Linked DNA regions of Callithrix jacchus: region 2 is linked to region 1. Evidence: chromatin contacts called from public Hi-C data. All regions are on one chromosome and are shown on one strand. Each heading gives the region's core, a stretch centred on a gene start, on an enhancer-like site or on the middle of the called end of the contact. The rest is flanking DNA. Distances are from core to core; before and after follow the strand shown. Region 1 has its middle 15 kb from the start of WNT7A. Region 2 overlaps CHCHD4 (coiled-coil-helix-coiled-coil-helix domain containing 4).

What was found. Hi-C and Micro-C count contacts between places; a contact is called where the count stands out from the background.
Region 2: a contact with region 1 is called in a Hi-C map of induced pluripotent stem cells, with 5 times the contacts expected there. The contact joins two enhancer-like sites. A contact is called at or near these places in 2 of 3 Hi-C or Micro-C datasets (induced pluripotent stem cells and skeletal muscle).

What each region holds. Positions count from the first base shown.
Region 1 is chr15:70,997,043-71,003,597 of calJac240_pri, reverse strand. No RefSeq gene overlaps it. Among named protein-coding and RNA genes, the nearest start is that of WNT7A, 15 kb to the right of the region's middle. Within about 2 kb of position 3,242, at least 6 of the 16 cell types and tissues checked have an H3K27ac peak or open chromatin away from gene starts, as enhancers often do.
Region 2 is chr15:71,087,110-71,093,664 of calJac240_pri, reverse strand. It overlaps CHCHD4 (coiled-coil-helix-coiled-coil-helix domain containing 4), which reads left to right. Exons shown (of 3, transcript XM_008982182.5): 2 at 5,045-5,143. Among named protein-coding and RNA genes, the nearest start is that of CHCHD4, 7.2 kb to the left of the region's middle. Within about 2 kb of position 3,299, at least 7 of the 16 cell types and tissues checked have an H3K27ac peak or open chromatin away from gene starts, as enhancers often do.

The sequences.
Region 1 (6,555 bases), core at 1,993-4,492:
AAATATACTTAAACTTTTGGGCTACATGTGCAGAACGCGCAAGTTTTTGTTAAATAGGTATAAACATGCCATGATGGTTTGCTGCACCTGACAACCCATTATCTATATTAGGTATTTCTCCTATTGCTATTCATCCCCTTGCCCCCCACCTTCTGACAGGCCCCAGTGTGTGATGTTCCCCTCCCTGTTTCCATGTGTTCTCATTGTTCAGTAGCCACTTATGAGTGAGAACATGTGGTGTTTGGTTTTATGTTCTTGTGTTAGTTTGCTGAGAATGATGCTTTTTAGCTTCATCCATATACCTGCAAAAGACATGAACTCTTCTTTTTTATGGCTGCATTGTATTCCATGGTGTATATGTGCCACATTTTCTTTATCCAGTCTATCCTTGATGGGAATTTGGGTTGGTTCCAAGTCTTTTATTGTGAACAGTGCCACAGTAAACATGCATGTGAATGTGTCTTTATAGCAGAATAATTTATAATCCTTTGGATGTCAGTTTGGTAGAGACACAGGGTACAGGAATGAGAGAGGCAGTCAGGGTAGGTTCCTGTATATGGACTGGGACTTAATCCACAGGGTTGCCACAACCCTGTGCCGATTGTGCCTTCGGGTGCCTGGTCAAAGGGGCAAGTGGGACTGAAATTCAATAAGGTTCAGCTCACCAAGTCATGTACCTTGTCACAGATTTTGATCCACCAGGAGAAAGGGGTGCCATTTCCACAGTTCCCAAAGGTGCTGTGTGGTCTAACAGGAGCCCTGTTTATCCTCCCCCTGGCATCATACCTTCAAAGCCTTTTTACACACAACTTCATGTTCTGTGTTCTCACAACTCCATGAAGAAGGGATTATGAGCTCTATTTTATAGATGAAGAAACTGAGGCTGAGATGTGAAAAGACAAAACCTACAGGAGCCATTCCTAGAGTGGTCTCCTCAGGTTCCAGGGACTCCCCTTTGGCTAGAAGATCCTGGGAGAACCAACAAAACTCTTGGCCATTTGTCTTCTGGCAATCTTTTTGTCATGTGGAAAAACACAGATTTGATGTATACAACTGACTCATGGTGTACCCTACATTACATAGCCACAGATACAAATTTTAAAAGGTGAGGTGAAATACTGACTCCGTCTATCGTTCTAAGATTTCCCCCACCCCAACAGATTGTCTTTGTAGGAAACTCATCTATAAAGGATGCCAGCAGAGACCAGGTTTTATTAATTTTGGATGAAATTCCATTTTGTGGCCCCTCCTCAGATTGGGAGGGGCCTGCAATCTCACACATTTGAAATAAATTTTGCTGAGAAACCAGGGCAGGTAATATCTAATTCTTACCTAGTACTAGCTTGGAGAGAAAATAAATGGGACTTTAGGGAAATTTTCCCCAAATTTTTGGTTTATAAAAATTTTCATTCTTGGTTTAAAAAAATCAGAGCCCAACCAAGAGAAGGGAATTTCCCCTACCTTGGCCAAGTCCCCTAAAGCATTCTGGAAACAACATTGTAGGAAGACTGTGAGTGAATTCAGATCCTTAATGAGCTTCTGAGTAAAATGGCATGGCTTGCTCTCTGGGGAGTAGACGATGGTACTGAAACCCTTGGGGGCAGTAAGTGTCATAATACTCCCCTTCCTTTTAAATCTAGAAAATTTATTCAACACATGAAATTCATTGAGAATTGTACTAAAAAATATACGCGCTGTCTATAAAACAAACGCTAAGGGGCTTTCTAACAGTTCCAATAACCAAGTCAGTTAAACAGATAAGCCAATACTCGGTGGCCATTAGAGAAAGCCTTTAGTACAGTCTGGCGCCATCTCGTGTCTAACATTGAGCTCGACACTTAGAAAATACATAGAGCAGAGGAATGTACTGGGAGGAGTGAGAGGCCAGGTGTTCCTGAGAATTGACAGGAGGGTTGGGGAGATGCAACTGGAAAAGTAGGTTAGGACCCGCTTATGATAGTCTTCATTTCACAGGCACTGAAAGGTTTTTAGCAGCTAAGCCACATGATCAGATCTGTTTTAGAGTAACTCAGCAGGAGGCACACAGGCACGGTCGGTGACAACAGATTAGACACCTAAGGGCTCACTGCTCCATACCCATGTTCACTGCTTGAAGTCTGGTGGCAAACCATTGGATCAGCAGCTCCTACTAGGATGTATGCAGGCATTACTGGTTTTGTTCGCATCTATATCCCCGCTGCCTAGAACAGTGCCTGGTACCTAAACGTCTTTATTTTAAAATAAAAGTGTATTTTCTTCATATATGACTACATGATAACACCGTTAAAATAGAGCCCGCACCCCATCCAGCTTCACAGCAGCCTGAGAGGAAGGCATCGCTTTCCTCATCTTACGGATGAAAACAGAGGGGCTCGGTGAGGTTGCCCTGGCAAGGGCAGAGGCGCAGCCCCCCGTGTATAATTCTTTCACGGCCAGGCTGCAGGGACCCCCCGCCTGTTGCAGGTAAAGGAGCTGGACTTCGGGATCCAGACCAGGCTTCCCCGGCGTCCGCTGCGTCACGCACTGACTCTCTCTGGACCTTCAAATTGCAGCATCTACACAGGAGGCGCCAGGACCATTCCCCAAACGCAAAGTCTTTAAAGCGACATTCCCCAGAACCCCCGCCCGCTCCCATGTGAACTAGACCCCACGGACTCCAGAGAAAGACACCACATCCGATCCCACCCAAAAATACGAAAAGTGGACCCGAGCGGGAAGCCTAAAGCTCCACACACTTGTCTTCGGGCGCCCTCCCCTGCCCTAAAGTTATAAATGAGGACGCTGAGGCAGCCAATGAAAAAGATTCTCATCGGTGGTTACAACTTGGGCCGGAGGAACCCAGGAGCCCTAGTTTTCGTTGGGACGGAAACGGTGGGATCCAAAACAGACAGCATGACGGGATTTCCAGAGCAGCCCATCTCAACAACTCCCACCGCCTCAAGTTGGCCCGACCCGCTCCGCCTCCAGTTCACCCGCTCGGCTCCGCCCGGCACGGGCTCGGCTCCACTCATTTCCGCTTGGCCCCACCGGACCCCCACCTCCTCTCTGTTCGGCTCCACTCGGCTACTTTCGGCTGCGCCAAACTCCCTCGGCTCGTCCACTCGGCCCCACCGGCTCCGCTTGGCCCCGCCCCCTCGCTCGGCTGTGCTTTGCCAGCGCGCTTACCCTCTTTGGCAGGTGGAGGAACGCGGTATCTCCTGTTCACCCCGCCGGCCTCCGGTGGAGCTGTCTGCTCCATCTGGCTTAGCCCATTTCGGCCCTCAGCGGTTTGAGTCGGGTACAAGTCCTCTCCATCCGGCCTGCTTCGCTCCCCGACTTCGGTCACCTACGAGGTCTACTCCTGAACCTGTCTCCCCCTCACCTACCCCAACGCTCTGGGGCAGCTCTGTTCGAAACGACCCAGGAGGGGTCTTGCAAAGCCTTCCATCATCGCGGGCACTGCGCGGCCTGAGGAACGAACTGAGCTCCGTATCTTAACTTGGCGACGCGTCTGGAGCCCCCACATTACAACTGGATGCCCTAGGGCAGCCCTCTCACATCTAAGTCTCAGTCTCCCCATTTGCAAAATGCAGCTGTTGCTAATTCTGCTCTTCCGAGTCCAGCGGGAGAATTAGAGGCCAGTGAGCACGTGCTGAACGCCCTCTGTGTGTTAGGCAGAGGTCACGGCCCTGGGTATGGAGGTGCACACAGATTAAACCTGCCTGTTTGCAAAAACGCCTGGCCCTCCTCTGCCTTTTACGCTGGCTGTGAGACTTTGAGCAAGTGGTCTAGCCTCTCGAGCCGTTTCCCCTTCCTAAGATGAGCAGAGCTCCTTGACAAGCAAGAACTGTCCGTGTGTGCCTTGCTCTCCAGCCCCAGACATCTCATAGAGGCGGCACAGGTGTCTGTGTCCTGCACCATCCTTCAGAAGGTTGGGTCGCAGGAATGATGGCCTATTATAATGACCTTCTGAATGACTACAATTCATTCCACAAACCTCTGAGGGCCTGGAACGCAATGCTGGGGAGACAGGGAAACAGTTGAGTACTTAAGTTGCAAGCTGCAGAAACTGACTTGGCCACTATAAATAAAAACAATTTGTTGGAAGGATACTGGGGAGGTGGTGAAATAAGGGAAGCTTGAAGACAAGATCCAATAAAGCAGAAGTTGGGCTACGTCAGGTGATCTTGGTGCCAAAACCCTCTGAACAGTCACCCCTGGACACTGCTGCTATGTGATGCCTTTCTGCTGTCCCGGTTAAGTGTCCAGAGAGAGGTTCTGATTGCCTGGGTGTAGGTGTCAGGGACTTCTTCACATTGAACTAGGTCTTGAAGGATGAGTAGAAATTTGCTAAAAGGAGAAGGAAAGGACATTCCAGGTGGAAGGAACAGCATGTACAGGGCATGTACATCACTGAAAAGAAATCTCAGGGCCATCTTGGACTTGTGCTTGCCTCAGTGTCCCAGGTACCTTCCTGGTCATGTCATTCAGTGCTCAAGAGGACCCTATAAAAGGGATATGATTAATTTTTGGGGAAAAAATATTGTATTGTCTTCATTAAAAGGTGAAGTGCTTTTATAAACCATTCAAGCTATATAGCAAAGTGCTGCCAAAATGGAGAGAGGAGAGCAATCACTACAAGCCGTAGTGCCCCAAACCCCAGAACTAATTTTAAGCAGCATAATTCCAGATGTTTTTCTAGGCATATATTTGGAAGGAGGGGTGGGAATGGAAGAAAGGAAGGGAGATGGAAGAGAGGGAGGATGGGGAGCAGAAGGGAAAGAAGAGAGGCAGGGTGCAAGGAAGGAAGGAAAGGAATTTTATTAAAACAAGATTATATTACATGTGCCAATTTAAGAAATTAAACATTTGGAGCATATTTCCACATGAATTTAACAAAAGAAAAGGAAATTTGAGGGAAATAAAAGCAGTTGTTAACTTTACATATTTGATTTGTTACCATAATGAATTTTTTTTACAAGATTCCCCCAGGTTTGTGGAGAACATTGAGATTAAGGGCCATTTCCTCCCTAAATTACATGTTTAAATCTTAGCATTTATTTTTCCTTGTTATGAATAATGAGAAAGTTAAGTCCTTCACACTTTCTATCATGCCCACACCGAATTGCTGTTGGTTATTGATTTTATTTATTTATTCATTATTTTTTGGAAACAGTCTCACTCTGTCTCCCAGGCTGGAGTGCAGTGATGTAATCTCTGCTCACTGCAACCTCCACCTCCCAGGTTCAAGCAATTCTCCTGCTTCAGCCTCCTGAGTAGCTGGCATTACAGGCACCCACCACAACACCCAGCTAATTTTTGTATATTTTTTAGTAGAGACACAGTTACACCATGTTGGTCAGGTTGGTCTTGAACTCCTGACGGCAAGTGATCTGCCTGCCTCGGCCTTCCAAAGTGCTGGTATTACAGGCAAGAGCCACCACAGCCAGGAGGGCTATTAATTTTGTAATGCCGAGGTCTGTAATATTCACAGACCTTGTAATATTCTGCCACCTCCCTTCTCTTGAATATTTAATCCTAGTCTGGGTTGGTTTGTTAGCATTGCTCACCTATAGTCCCTTTCTTAGTTTCTTTCTTTCTTTCTTTCTTTTTTTTTGAGACAGAGTCTGGGTCTGTCATCAAGGTTGTAGTGCCAGTGGCATAATCTCAGCTCACTGCAACCTCTGCCTCCTGGGTTCAAGCAGTTCTCATACCTCAGCCTACTGAGTAACTGGAATTACAGGCATGTGCCACCACACCTGGTTAATTTTTTTTTTTTTGTAGAAATGAGGTTTCACCATGTTGGCCAGGCTGGTCTTGAACTCCTGGCCTCAAGTGATCCGCCTGCCTCGGCCTTCCAAAGTGCTGGTATTACAGGCAAGAGCCACCATATCCCTTTCTGAATTTCTTATTTAGATTTATCTCTTGATTGGCGTAGACCCACTTTATGGATAGGAACATCAAAGCTGGTTCAAAGACACATTGCCCGTGGCACATCAGTGCAGAGCCAAGATTCTGACAAATATTTGCCTGACTCCAGAAGGAGAGCTCAGGAGACTGATGGCAGCTGTGAGATTTTGGACTTGGGTGTTGGCATCCAGGGAAGGAGGGAGTCACCCTCTCTTCGTGAACTTTCTGGGGCTGACAGAGGAACCTGGACAGGACTCGAGGCTAACTCTGCTTCAAGGGGTCAGATTAAGAGTTGAACAGGTTTCCCATAGTGCCTCTAGTCCAGCCCTAGAGATCTAAGGAGGGAATTAGTGATTCCTTCCTTAGAAGGTTGCTGATTCTCTTGGCCTAGATTTTTCTTGAGACTGAGCACTGCAAACAGAAAGTAGGACAATGAGAAGGCCCAATGCATCTGTTTTTCTTCCACTAGAATTAAAAATCCCCCAACCCGGAGGCCTAAACAATAAGATTTTATGTCACTTAAAAAAAAAAAAAAGCAAAAGCCCAGAGGCAGGCTGTGAGGCTGCTATGGCAGCTCAACCATGCCATCCTGTCCCAGGTTCCTTCTTGTTTTCCATTCGACCATCCTTCTCAAGATGGCTGCCGCAGGAAGGGGAAACTCGGGAA
Region 2 (6,555 bases), core at 2,050-4,549, 90 kb before region 1:
TTAGCAGTTAGATTTATCAAACTCTTAGAAACCCCTTACCTCACTCAAAATACACCACAGGCACCACTCCCTCTGGCTTTAGATCTCTTTCTTGGGTTGAGCTTCAGAAAGTAGTAATTGGAATTGTATTGCAGGTACATTGAATCAACTTAGCCAAAAGGAGAGAAGCTAAGTTCATAGTGGAGGCTGCCATTCTCAAACATGACCCTGGGGAGTGAGCATCCAAGGGAGACAAGAAACTGCTTCCTCTGTGGGACACAGAGGCATTCCTTCTGGGGAGGATGTGCTGAGAGATTCTGGCATGTAAAGATCCTTCCCTTTCATGGGGGAAATCAAACTACTCATCCAAGGAATTGTTTGGTTTCACTCACTTAATGGTGATAACCATTCTGTCTTCCTGACTTCAGCTGAGACTGGGTGACAGAGCAGCAGGACTGTCATCTTAGACAAACACTGCCACTTTAAGTTCCAGCTCCCTTTCTGGCCTCATGTATTTCAAGGAAATCACTTCTCTTCTAACTACAAGCAGACAGTAAAACACAGATAAGACAGCTTGGGTACAGAGGGAGGTGGGGGGAAAAGTCTCTTGGGTAACTGCCAAACTTCAGGCTCATACAATGGGCCCCAGTAAAACAGTGGGCCTTAATAAGCACATTCCTTCCCTTTAGGTGCACTAAGACAGGGAAGCTAAAGGCAGACTCTGGGGAGTATGCCTGCAGCTACAGAAAGAGGTATGGGAACGGACATACAACTCTCCCTCCCAGATAAGCACAACAAAGAGACACAACAAAGCCTCTGATAAACTCTCCTACCCTGAATCCTTAAAAACTTTTAGTCACAGCCAGGTGGGGTAGGTGGCTCATGCCTGTAATCCCAGCACTTTGGGAGGTTGAGGTGGGTGGATCATGAGGTCAAGAGATCGAGATCATCCTGGCTAACATGGTAAAACCCCATCTCTACTAAAAATACAAAAATTAGCTGGGTGTGGTGGTGGGCACCTGTAATCCCAGCTACTCAGAAGGTTGAGGCAGGAGAATTGCTTGAACCCAGGAGGTGGAGGTTGCAGTGAACCGAGATTGAGTGACTGCTCTCCAGCCTGGCAACAGGGCAAGACTCCGTCTTAAAAAAAAAAAAAAACTTTAGTCCATGAGAGAGTGTGCCTCTGACCTAACTCAGCCAGCCGCCCCTCTCAGGTTTGTTTAAAATAAACCTATTCCCTGTTATTCCCTGTTGACTGTAAAGCCTCCCTTCGTATTTCTTTCCTCTTTAATCCTTACACTTGGATCTTATGCCCTAATCCAGAATTGTTTCTCCATTCATTTGTTTCAACAAATATTGAACACGCACTCTGTCCTTGGCAGTATTCTGGGCTCTGGGGGTACTGCAATGAACAGAATAGACAAAAATCGCTGCCTCTTAGGAGCTGGCATTCCAGTGGCAGTGACAGGTGGTAAACATACATAGTATGTAAGGTGAGGAAAAGTACTTTGGATAAAAATAAAGCAGGATAAGGGAGATGGGCAGTGGTCAGGAATGGTGGCCTCTGAGCAGAAGATGAAAGCAGGGAGAGATCGCTGTGAGAGTTCCTGAGGGAAGAGAAAGTGCTCCTGGAGGAGTGAACACCCTGTGCAAAGGCCAGAGGTAGGCGTGTGCCCAGCATGTGCAAGTAAAAGCAGAGGCTGTCGTGGCTGGAGTGGAGGGAGTGACAGTGGGAGATGGGGTCGTAGAGGTGAGGGATGAAGCTCCTTCTGGGTGTATTTGAATATGGAGCCATTCCAATTTGCTGATGGAGAAAGATGAGTTGGGGATGGCACTACCAAGAGTAAAACTAAATAGTTGGGGGTGGAAGGTGTCTTGGTATACTGCTCAATCAGTTCTGTTCTCAGCCCCACCCTGAAGTCCTGCGTGCAGAGTGACTCCTTGGGCCTCCAGTTCCCCACTCTTATCAAGGTTCTGGGGTGGGGACTAAGTTGATTCTGGGTAACTTCCTCCTTGTGCACTTTGGGTTCAGCTTTCTTCACTGATTAAGTCAGAGAGCACTGGACCATCAGCCTTCCCATTTCCAAAGCATTGTTGACATCTCTGAGCCTGTGATTGTCTCTTTTACTGGCCACACTATCCTTATCAGTTGATACCCTTTAAAAAGTTACTGTCTTTTGAGTGGGATTTCAGCTGACAGCAGAAACTCATTTCACCTCCCCAACCATGTGAGACAGGTAGGTGGAGCCAGTATTAAGAACTGGTTTCTGAGGCCAAGAGTGTACCTGAGCTTACACAGTGGGAAGTGCTTAAGCTCAGATTTGAACTCCATTTCTCAGACTCTCTGTGATATTGAAGCCACTGTGAGCCAGAGGGTTTAAGGTAGTTATCCACCTCCTTCAGAACATGCTTATTCAACTGCTTTTAAAGCTTATCTTGGAAATAAAAACACCAGCAATTTAAAATTTTATTTCTCTGGAGAAATTGCTGAGAAATGTCATGAGAACTAGTCTAGCTGATTGTCCCACTAGTTGGCATCTTATGACTAGTCTGACCAGTTCTTTCTTTCACAGTTAGGTCTGGCAGGAATAAGTAAGCTTTGTCCTTACATCAGTCCATGAATCTGCTTTTAAACATTCCAGAAAGCAAAGACCCACCAGGACAAGCATGTGATGGACAGTTTACAGGGGACATGCTCCAGATTTTTCAGACCAGAATTTCTGTTCCTGCTCTGCCTTCATTCACTGCATGCCTTTTGGGTCTGTTTCTCAGCTCCTGTGGTCTCTATAAAACAGAGATAAAGGCCGGGCGCGGTGGCTCAAGCCTGTAATCCCAGCACTTTGGGAGGCCGAGGCGGGTGGATCACGAGGTCAACAGATCGAGACCATCTTGGTCAACATGGTGAAACCCCGTCTCTACTAAAATTACAAAAAATTAGCTGGACATGGTGGCGCGTGCCTGTAATCCCAGCTACTCGGGAGGCTGAGGCAGGAGAATTGCCTGAACCCAGGAGGTGGAGGTTGCGGTGAGCCGAGATCGCGCCATTGCACTCCAGCCTGGGTAACAAGAGCGAAACTCCGTCTCAAAAAAAAAAACAGAGATAAAGTAATAACCACCAGTGAACTCACAGATGTAAAACACATTGCATGGGACAACCATGTGAAAAGATGCAGCTGTTACAGTTCTCCCTTCGATCCAGTGTGAACTGTGCTCCAAGGGAAAATGTCCAGGAAGGCACATGTGAGGGCTTGGCCCTGTGAGAGGGACCTGGAATTCTCAGTGGGATTGTGCTAGGCTGGTGTTTCCTAATCTGGCTGTGGATCACAGTTATCTGTGAAGCCTGTGAGCTATATAAATGTGGCAGAGAGCGCGATTCAGCTTTTCTTGGATGAGGCCTGGTTTCTGTATGTATGGCATACCCCAGGAGGCCCTCCATACTTCACTGGATCCTTTTTCTGCCTGTAACTGGGCCTCACCATTGGGCTGCGGGGAGCTGCCGTCTTGGTAAACAAAACTAACAGAGCTGAGTTGAGAAATTTGCATCAGCTCATTCTGCTTAGCGTTCAACATTTTTACAGATTGCTTTTGAGTATTTTGGAAGCTGGCCAGAATTACCAAGGTTACGAGGTACTTTAACAAGTCCTGGCTGCCTGGTCCAAATGCTTTCCCAGGCCAGCCACAGGGAAGAGCAGTCTTCTGTCAGATGACATGGTGTGATGTTGAGGCAGAGACCAGCTCTGGGAGCAGAAACCTAGAGTGGGTTTGGGGTCCTGGCCCTGTGTGTGCTGAGGATGTTTTGTTCAGTGTTAGCTGCCATTATTCTGGTGCAAATGTTGGTGCGAGGCAGTGTGGGTGTGTGGAAAGGATCTCCAACAGTGCCGACTTCAGAGATTCCTGTCCTGTGTGACCCAGCAAGTCACTACTCAGAGCTGATGACCCACCATGCAGCGTGGGGTACTGAGCAAAAGGTGCTCCTTGCCCTCAATGGGGATATCAGATGCATACCTGTGCTGTGGTTAGCTGATGGCCAAAGTTTTTAGGAGGGTGAGGTGGTGGTGACAGCTACAAGGTATAGCAGAGAGGGCTGTGAGGACCTGCTTTGTTGCTTGCATAGCTGCTCAGCCTTGGTATTCTGCTGTACTCGATGGGGGCTGAGGGTGATAATACTTCATGGGGGTCACTGTAAGGCAGTTAATGCACCCCTCCTGGTTTTGCCAGGACTGATGCACTTTTCTGTGCTCACTCGGCCTCCCATGAGGAGAAGCTCCTAATATAAAATGCATTTGACTCTCACTGGTTTGTTTTCCTGGAGCCATCAGACCTCCTGGCACCCAGGTCCCAGGGCTAGGGCTCCGGTTATGAACAAGGTGCTCTGCACTTTAGGCATGCTGGCTCTCCCATGCTGGTCCTCACAGGACTGCAGTCCTGACCCTAACCACTGTTAAGTTTGTCCTAAAATAATAAACTGCAGATGGTCACAGTTAAAAACATCTAAGAAGTGCTCTTTCTGCTGCCCCCTCCACCCCCGCCCACAGTTATCATACTTGGGAAATGGTCCCCAGGCCTCTCGGACTGTGGGAAATGGAATGGCTTCAGTGTTCCTCACCATGACTCTTCCTTCTGGCCACAATTAGGAGCCCAGAGGACTAGTGAGGGTGCTGGCCGTGGGCACTCTCAGGCCACCTGTGTCCTCAGTCTTTCAGAGCCAGGGGCCTGTGGCTGCATCAGCTGTGTGGGCTGCAGTGATCTGTAGGCTGAGAACCCACATCACTGCACACTCGCTTTGCCAATGTGCTCAGTCTTCCTTTGACTTTTTATGAATTCTGAACCCTGTGGGTAAACCCTAGGACACTCTTTTCTTCAGTGCTTTTTTTTCCTGCCCTGCCCCTTATCCATCCCCTTTTGTTTCCTCCCCTAGCATATGAGAACAGTTTGATGGTCACCTCACATGGGGGTAGCATATGGGACAGTCTTCAAACTTGGTTTGTGTGGCAGCTGCTTTGAGTTTAAAGCTGATTCACTGCTCTTGAATGAAACATTTCTTCCTGCATTTTCCAAACACTAGGGAAGGATCGAATCATATTTGTAACCAAAGAAGACCATGAAACTCCAAGCAATGCAGAATTGGTGGCTGATGACCCCAATGATCCATATGAGGAGCATGGTGAGTGACATGAGGCCTCCCAGGGACCTACATCAGGGCATTGGGGGGAATTCCTTTCCCATGTTTTCCTAGCCAAGGGCTATGTGCAGTAAGGGGTCCACTCCCATTAGGTCACCGAGGCTTGAAGGTGGGTTGTGCGCAGTGAAGAGGGTGCAGTGTGCAATACCTCTATCTATCTGTGGGCAAGCTACTAAGAAGATTTATAGGAGGATGCTTTAAGTCACAGAGCAGTGACAGAGCTGTCAGGGTCTATGCCACCTGCTGGCAGTTTCCAATGAGTTCTATAGGGGAATGCTTTTCGAGCAGCACAGTAAGTAACAAGAGCTGATAAGGTTCACAGTCACCAAGGTGGATTGCCGTTCTGAGGGCAGCCTTCCACAAGAACTGGAGCAAGGTCCTACAACTCCTTTATCAGGAGGAGTGGCTCTTGCCCCAACCCTGCCATACAGCGGGTATATTTACGATACTGAATGCTGCCACCTGGGCCATGGATTCTTGTCCTGTTGTAACTGTTTTTCCCTTAAATCATGCTGTGCACTGTGTCTGCTCTAGGCATTCCTCTGATTATAAGCTGCTTATTCCTTAATTCATGCTCTGTACTGTGTCCACTCCAGGCATTCCTCCACTTATAAACTAATATCTATATATAGATATATATGTGGAAATAACTGAGTAGTAAGCTATTCTTTAGGCACTCATTCTATGAACTAATATATGATTATATAGAGAGGATTGTATAAAGGGAAATAACTGAGTAGTAACACTATAAACTGAGATATTCTCCAGGTCTTAATTGTGCCAGGATTCTGCTTAGCTCTCCTTTCTCAGCACCCATATGGGGGGTTACACACACACACACACACTTTTTTTTTTTTTTTTGCTAAAAACACTTTAATATCCTTGTGAAAATTAGTATCACATCAAAGACTAATAGTCTGAAAGTGCCAACACTAGTCAGTAAATGTGAAAAGATGAGGTAGTGCCACAAAAGTGGCTAAAAGTATGATCAAAAATAAGCTTAATAAAGAGTATGCTTTACAATTTTACTTTAAATTTTTAGACATGGCCAGTCTTCTATGAAACTTGGTTTGTTCTATAATAAAAAACTTTACAAGATTTTAAATAATTAAACATGTTTGATACTAAATCAGTTTTATGGAAAGATTAAAATTATAGTGTGTATTAAACTATCATTCCCATCCCCTTATTCTGGGTAGAATCCTATTAGATTTCATATATATATATATATATATATATAATTGCACTTTAGGTTCTGGGGTACACGTGCAGAACATGCAGGACTGTTGCATAGGTACATACATGGCAATGTGGTTTGCTGCCTCCAGCCCCCTGTCACCTATATCTGGCATTTCTCCCCATGTTATCCCAGCCCAACCTCCCTACCCACCGCT